Linked DNA regions of Sus scrofa: region 1 is linked to region 2. The links are chromatin contacts, called in public HiChIP or PLAC-seq maps. All regions are on one chromosome and are shown on one strand. The core of a region is the stretch at or near the end of the contact, and the rest is flanking DNA. Distances in the headings are between cores, read along the strand shown. Region 1 has its middle 55 kb from the start of SDC2. Region 2 has its middle 130 kb from the start of SDC2.

Region 1 (3,317 bases), core at 33-2,532, 190 kb before region 2:
CGAGCTACACAGCTTGAGGATATTGATCAATCGCAACAAGCACCATTATATGGGGTGTTGCTTTGTAGCATGCCATGTGCATTTTATATACACAAAGCAAGGGCAGTGGCAGTCGGAGAGAGAACAGAACTGTACTGCAAGGAGCAGGAAGGACGGTTGGCCTCTTCACATCATGTGTTAATGGGCAGCCCTGCCCCATAGAGTCCCTGTTTCATTTCACATCAGGAAAGTGATTAAACTAATTGCCTTACACCAGTGCTGTATTTCATGTGTATAATACCCATAATTTGGGGTTTGAACACAATTGCAGTAAATTATACTAATCACAGGAAAACTTCATTAAACTAATATAGGTTTATTCAAAAGAGTGTCGTTTTAAGCAATCAGTATTCCCAAGTGGAAATGTGCCTCCTTGTTTTATAATAAAAGATATTGTATACTTCAAAACTCTGTTAATTGGAAGTCCATTTTTTCTAAAAGAATGGGAGTTTTTAGAAAATGTTAACCCATTTGGAGAATGGTCAGCTTTTAAATCATGGGACATAATGCTAAAAATTTTTTTTTTTAAATTAGAAGCAAACCTTAAGTGGAAAGAGTCTTTAAAACTCAATTCTCTCTGTTCTGAGTTCTTCTGGATTACTCAGACAAGGCAAAGTTTAATTTATGCATGTCCAATGGCTTTGGATAACATGAGTTGGAGCAGAGAAAATGTCTATCATTTGCAATACAGTTTTTTACACACACACACACACACACACACACACACAAATATGCACACACATCCCATATTGGTCAGGGTTCCCGCAGGCATCCAATCGGCATACCCAGCCAGGGTAATTGAGGATCGTTTATTTATTTATTTATTTTTTTTGCTTTCTAGGGCTGCACCTGCGGCATATGGAAGTTCCCAGAGTAGGCGTCAAATGGAGCTACAGCTGCTGGCCTACCCCACAGCCACAGCAACCTGGGATCCAAGCTGCATCTGTGACCTACATCACAGTTCACGGCAACACAGGATCCTTAACCCACTGAGCGAGGCCAGGGCTCCAAACCGCATCCTCATGGATTCTCGTTGGATTTGTTAATTGCTGAACCACAAAGGGAACTCCCAGGATTGTTTAATAAAAAAGTTCATTCACAGCCATGTAGGTAGGGCTGAAAGGAATCAACAAGGACTAGAGCAAGCACTCTGGGTCTAGCAGCAGTTGGGACCTCTTCCTACCATAGGCCAGAAGGGGAAATGGGAGAGGGTAGTTTCTGAAACTCTGCAAGGGAAGGCTGACCACAAGGAGCCCTGGTGTTTGGTGGAGGGATGACACCAACTTGTAAAAGCTGGCAGAAGGGAGTTGAGGGAATAAATGTGCCAGCTTCACATTCCTCCTCATTCCCTTCTCCTGGCACCTCCCACTGGTCAAACCTAATAGGAAGCCATAAGGTAAGGGGGTCTAATGCAGTAGTCCCTGTGGACAGCCCCCCAAACCACAAAGCGAGGGGGAGTAGGCTGAAGAGTGAAGGGAAAATACCCAGCCCTCACTCCACAAACAGACACAGTTAAACATATATCCTACAATTTCATAACAGCTTACAGTTAGCAAGTACTTTCAAAAATGTTTCAGGAATTCCCATCGTGGCTCAGCAGAAATGAATCTGACTAGCATCCACAAGGAGGCAGGTTCGATCCCTGGCCTTGCTCGGTGGGTTAAGGATCCGGCATTGCTGTGAGCTGTGGTGTAGGTCACAGACACGGCTCGGATCCCGTGTTGCCGTGGTGTAGGCCAGCAGCTGCAGCTCCAATTGGACCCTTAGCCTGGGAACCTTCCTATGCCACAGATGAGGCCCTAAAATGACAAAAAAAATATGTTTCACATATGCACCTGATTCCTAGGAGGTACTCGAAAAATAGTTATTGAATAAATCGATGAAATATAACATTTTCAACTGATCTAATTTTTTCTTATTCCCAATAATTAGGTTTCTTTATATATGTATATATATTTATATGTTTTACATATATAAACATACATATAATATTCATTATTATATGTTTGTATAGATATTTATGTTTTTTATATATTTATATATTTGTATATATTTGTTTTTTTATTATGGAAAATATACATAATTTACCATTTTAGCCACTTTAAAGTAGCATGAAATACATTCATGATGTTGCACAACCATCATGATTATCCAGTTCCAGAACTTTTTCACTATCCCAAATGGAAACCCCTTACTACCAATTTATTTTTAAAATGACAGACTTGTTTTGCATGCCAAGATTTTTGAAAGATAATTGGTATATAAGATCTATTAAATGGTGTGACAATATTCCTATTAGAAAAGTATAAAGGATAGTTCATGTTGTGGTGCAACGGAAACAAATCCCACTAGGAACCATGAGGTTGTGGGTTCAATCTCTGGCCTCGCTCAGTGGGCTAAGAATCCGGCATTGCCGTGAGCTGTGGTGTAGGTCACAGATGAGCTCGGATCCCATGTTGCTGTGGCTGTGGTGTAGGCCGGCAGCTACAGCTCCGATTCGACCCCTAGCCTGGGAACCTCCATATGCCATGGGTATGGCCCTAAAAAGCAAAAAAAAAAAAAAAAAAAGTAAAGGATAAAAAAAACCTTCAGTATGAGTCTGTCTAGAGGAAACAGTGAAATACACAAAGTTACGTAGAATTCACATAAAGTGTAGTGGACATTTAAGGAAATAACTTCCTTGATGAGCAAATCGGCCAGGAAGTTGATCAATTCTTCACTTCAGCTTGACTCTATAGAGACTAGTTGCCCAGAAAGCACATCCTTCTTCCTCCTCCAATGAGGAAATAGCCAGTTTTGATTCCCGAACTTTGCCAATGAAGCCCGAATAAATTCTTGAAGAGTTTAGGGCAGGCATAATTTCACAGTGGCAGTTGGCCCTCTCATGGCAGGTGGGAGGTCCGCCCTGGGTCTGCCATTTGTTAGCTGCGTGGAAGCAGAGCCTGCCGACCTGGCCTCTCTTATCTGTAAAACAGTGGGAATGGACTTTGAGCCCTAAAGCCCCTTGTGACACTAGGCTCTGCCCGAAAACCTCCAAAGCTTTTCACAGAAACACTCTCTCAATCTGAGGACAACAAATAGCTAAACACACAGTATTTACCCTTCTGATAAAATGGCCAGTGTGGAATTTGACCCTTTTGACAAATCCAACCGATATGAGAGCCAACATTCTGTGCAGGTAAAGCAGGTTTAGCACTTGGGGAAGCAATAAGCCAGATTCACTGACTAACATCCCTTTTAATGGGTATTTTAATGACACGGAGAAGCTAGTTCTGACC
Region 2 (3,280 bases), core at 102-2,601:
AAATCTGTCTTAAAATATTTTTGGTTTAAAAAGGCAATGACTTGAAGCAACACCATCTCTTGAGTTTTTAAAGTTCTAAGCCTGTGGCAGACAATGAGACCCTAAGAGGTTTCTAATTAAAATTAATCAAGCTAGCTGATAAATGGAGTTGTCTGAATTGAGTAATCACTAAGGTTTTTTTCAGTGCTAATTTTTTTTTTTTTTTGTCTTTTTGCCATTTTCTTGGGCTGCTCCCGCAGCATTTGGAGGTTCCCAGGCTAGGGGTCGAATCGGAGCTGGAGCCACCAACCTACACCACAGCTCACAGCAACGCCAGATCCTTAACCCACTGAGCAAGGCCAGGGATCGAACCCGCAACCTCTTGGTTCCTAGTCAGATTCATTAACCACTGAGTCACGACGGGAACTCCTCAGTGCTAATATTTTATGGTCATAGTGAAAATGGAGATTTGGCCATTTCTGGGGAATTGGATTTGCCTGGCATAGAAAACTAAAAAAGAACAATTATCTGCCATTTAGAATTGATAAATGGTATCAAAATGAATTTTGTTCCACTCTACCTCCTGACTCTGGGAGACATTACATGGTTATAAGATTTTATTCCTTTTTGTTGATCTAGGACATGTGGTCTTTAGCCGGAATTGGGGGGGGGGAGGCAGTTAGGGGGTAGGAGGGTGTTCTGACCAAGGAATGGGGGTAGCTTGGGGAAACTCAATTTCCTGTGAATTAGTTGGAAGAGTGTAACCCAAGCAACAGTCCTAACCCATAAATAGCAGAGCTAGGCTAGGCTAGCTCTAGGCTTTGATGCTTCAAATGTGCTGAGTGCAAGACTCATTCATTCTAGTTGCCTTGGCAGAAGAGCACAGAAGCAGCAAATGCTTCTATGTGCAAGGCATTGAATGTTTCATCCACAGATACTAGCTACTGACTTGTACTGGGCTCTCTTCTGAAAGCTGGGGTATAGTGGTGAACTGGGTAAACAGAGAACCTGCTTTCATGGGCTTTGGAGAGGACTGTGTAGGGGAATGAAAATTAATGGATAAAACCAACAAGTAGACATGATAAGTTGGTGGTATTTCCATGATGGACTTGATGCAGGCTGACATAAGGGACTGAGGGGCAGTCTCAGCCCAGACCGCTCAGAGCCTCAGTAACCTAAAACAAGAAAGATGAGTGTCTTGCTCACGCCCTGAGTCTGTGGGTTGCCAGAGAGTTCTGATCTGAACAACTATCACCCTCCGTCCAGGACTCAGGCCAGTGGGGGAGCTATTCTGGAACAGTGCTAGTCACTGTGGCCAAAGAAAAATCGTGGTGAGGCACCCAGTGGCTCTTAAGGCTTCCACCCAGTGGTGATGGATGTCCCTTCCACCCACGTTTCATTGGCTGAAGCAAGTCACGTGGCTACAACATACTGCCCAGTGGAGAGAAGTGTAGTTCTACTTTGTGCCCCTAAGGAGAGAAACAGGGTGTTTCTATAACAGCTATAAACACTATAAAGTCTCTGCCAGGGTAGGGCCTAAATGATGTGGAGCCAGTTGTGCAAACATCAGGGCAAGCGTTCCACGCTGTGGGATGCCTTAAAGAGGGAAGGGGGTTGGCATGTTGGGGGCACAGGGAGAAGACCAGTGGCTCCTGAGCAAGTGGGTGGCAATAGAAGAGGTGGAATAAGAGGGTGGAGAAGTGTAATTGCCTCCTAGCTGGTCTTCTTTCTTCCACTTTTGTTCCCTTATATGTTATTCCCCACGAAGAAGCAAGGCTGATCTCTTTATGATAGAGATTATTTATGCCACGTCCTTTAGTGGCTCCAATAGTACTTAGAATAAAGTCCTGACTCCTTACCCTTGCCCTCCAGATCTTGCCCTGGACGATGCATTGTAAGGAGACACGGGGGTGTGGGGTGGCTACCATAGCCTATTAGATGGTCATTGTTACCTAGGGGAGAATTGATGGTGGCTTAGCCTAAGGTGGTAACAGTCAAGATGCAGGAAACAGGAGAGAGATGGTTGGGGCGGCTGAATCGACAGGTCTTGCTAAAAGATTGGAAAGAATAGGGAGCAAGGAAAGACAGGACGCAAAGATCAGCTGTATTTTTGGCTGAGCTGGGTGATTTACGTTCTGACGAGAATATCGGGAGGTGACTGGTACATCTAGTTCCTTTTTGACCATGTTTAGTTAGAACTATTGGACACCCAAGTGTCAGGGGAACAACTGAGTGTAAGAATCTGGAGCTCAGAGACGAGGTCTGAGCTGGAGATGTTAGTTGAGGAGGCGTGTCCATCGCTTACCTGTTGGCACGCTGACTCACTTCCTTCTCTGCCCTACTCTACCGGGTGGAAGTGGGGGTGGAGGTGGGGGGTGACCCATGCCAACTGCATTTCCCAAGCTTCCCCACCAATTGGACACTGGAAGATCCTGGCAGACTAAAGATCAAGGGAAAAGAATGGTCAGGAGGAAGGGGAAAGCCAGAGATCTTTCTCCTCTGGCTGCTTTGGCAGCATCTCTATTAATGCATCTCCTCTGTGCTTTGAGTTCCCACTGGGCCGACTCTTCTCCAAGTTCCCTGCCCCCACTGTTCCTAAACTCTCGTAACCAGCCCTCTCTTTACCCCCTTGGTCTCTGCAGCCTTGGGGAGGGTAGCAGTTTCCTGCTGTTGCCCTTCTCTGGGTTATCTCATCCTTCCGGTTTGCCCATACAGCTTTTCCAGCATCCTTGCGAGGAATTCCCTGGATTGAATTCCTTCCATTGTGTTACCTGGCATGGGTTCTATTGTCCTTCCTGGATCCCTGGATCTCGACTGATGACACGGGAATGAACAGCAGGTAGATGGCATTAAAAGCCATGGGACTAGATGAGATCGTCTGGAGAGGTACATGGAGAAGGATGATGGCCTGGGCTCGCCCCCCCCCCCCAGCACAGTCTTTCTCTTTAGATGAACCACTGCTAGATTCACTCTAGCACCAGTCCCAGGGCTGCATTTTCATTTTGGCAGATGCTTAGCAGGGAACACAATTTTTAACTGCAAGAGGGAAAAAACCCCATATTGCTCATTTTTGACCACATTAGTAAGCATGTTAAAGTACCTGATTCTACCAGGTCATGAATAACATACACCACGACCTGTTTTTAACATTGAAAAAAGTAGTTGGGAGGAAGAGGAAGACCTATTTGAATATTCCAGAAATATCTCTATCATCTGTGTTTACAACAGGAAAATACGAGCAAACACGACAGTAATTCTCCGACTTGTAGCCTTGTCCTGGAATCACTGAAAGCAGGATTTT

What was found. HiChIP or PLAC-seq counts read pairs in DNA pulled down with a chosen protein or histone mark.
Region 1: an H3K27ac HiChIP or PLAC-seq map of alveolar macrophages shows a contact between it and region 2. The contact joins two enhancer-like sites. A contact is called at or near these places in 1 of 47 Hi-C or Micro-C datasets (embryonic fibroblasts) and 1 of 2 datasets of contacts at active chromatin or transcription factors (alveolar macrophages).

Annotation. Positions count from the first base shown.
Region 1 is chr4:40,182,541-40,185,857 of Sscrofa11.1, reverse strand. No RefSeq gene overlaps it. Among named protein-coding and RNA genes, the nearest start is that of SDC2, 55 kb to the right of the region's middle. Within about 2 kb of position 1,282, at least 1 of the 83 cell types and tissues checked has an H3K27ac peak or open chromatin away from gene starts, as enhancers often do. A contact at or near this core is called in alveolar macrophages, where this site is marked.
Region 2 is chr4:39,997,497-40,000,776 of Sscrofa11.1, reverse strand. No RefSeq gene overlaps it. Among named protein-coding and RNA genes, the nearest start is that of SDC2, 130 kb to the left of the region's middle. Within about 2 kb of position 1,351, at least 2 of the 83 cell types and tissues checked have an H3K27ac peak or open chromatin away from gene starts, as enhancers often do. A contact at or near this core is called in alveolar macrophages, where this site is marked.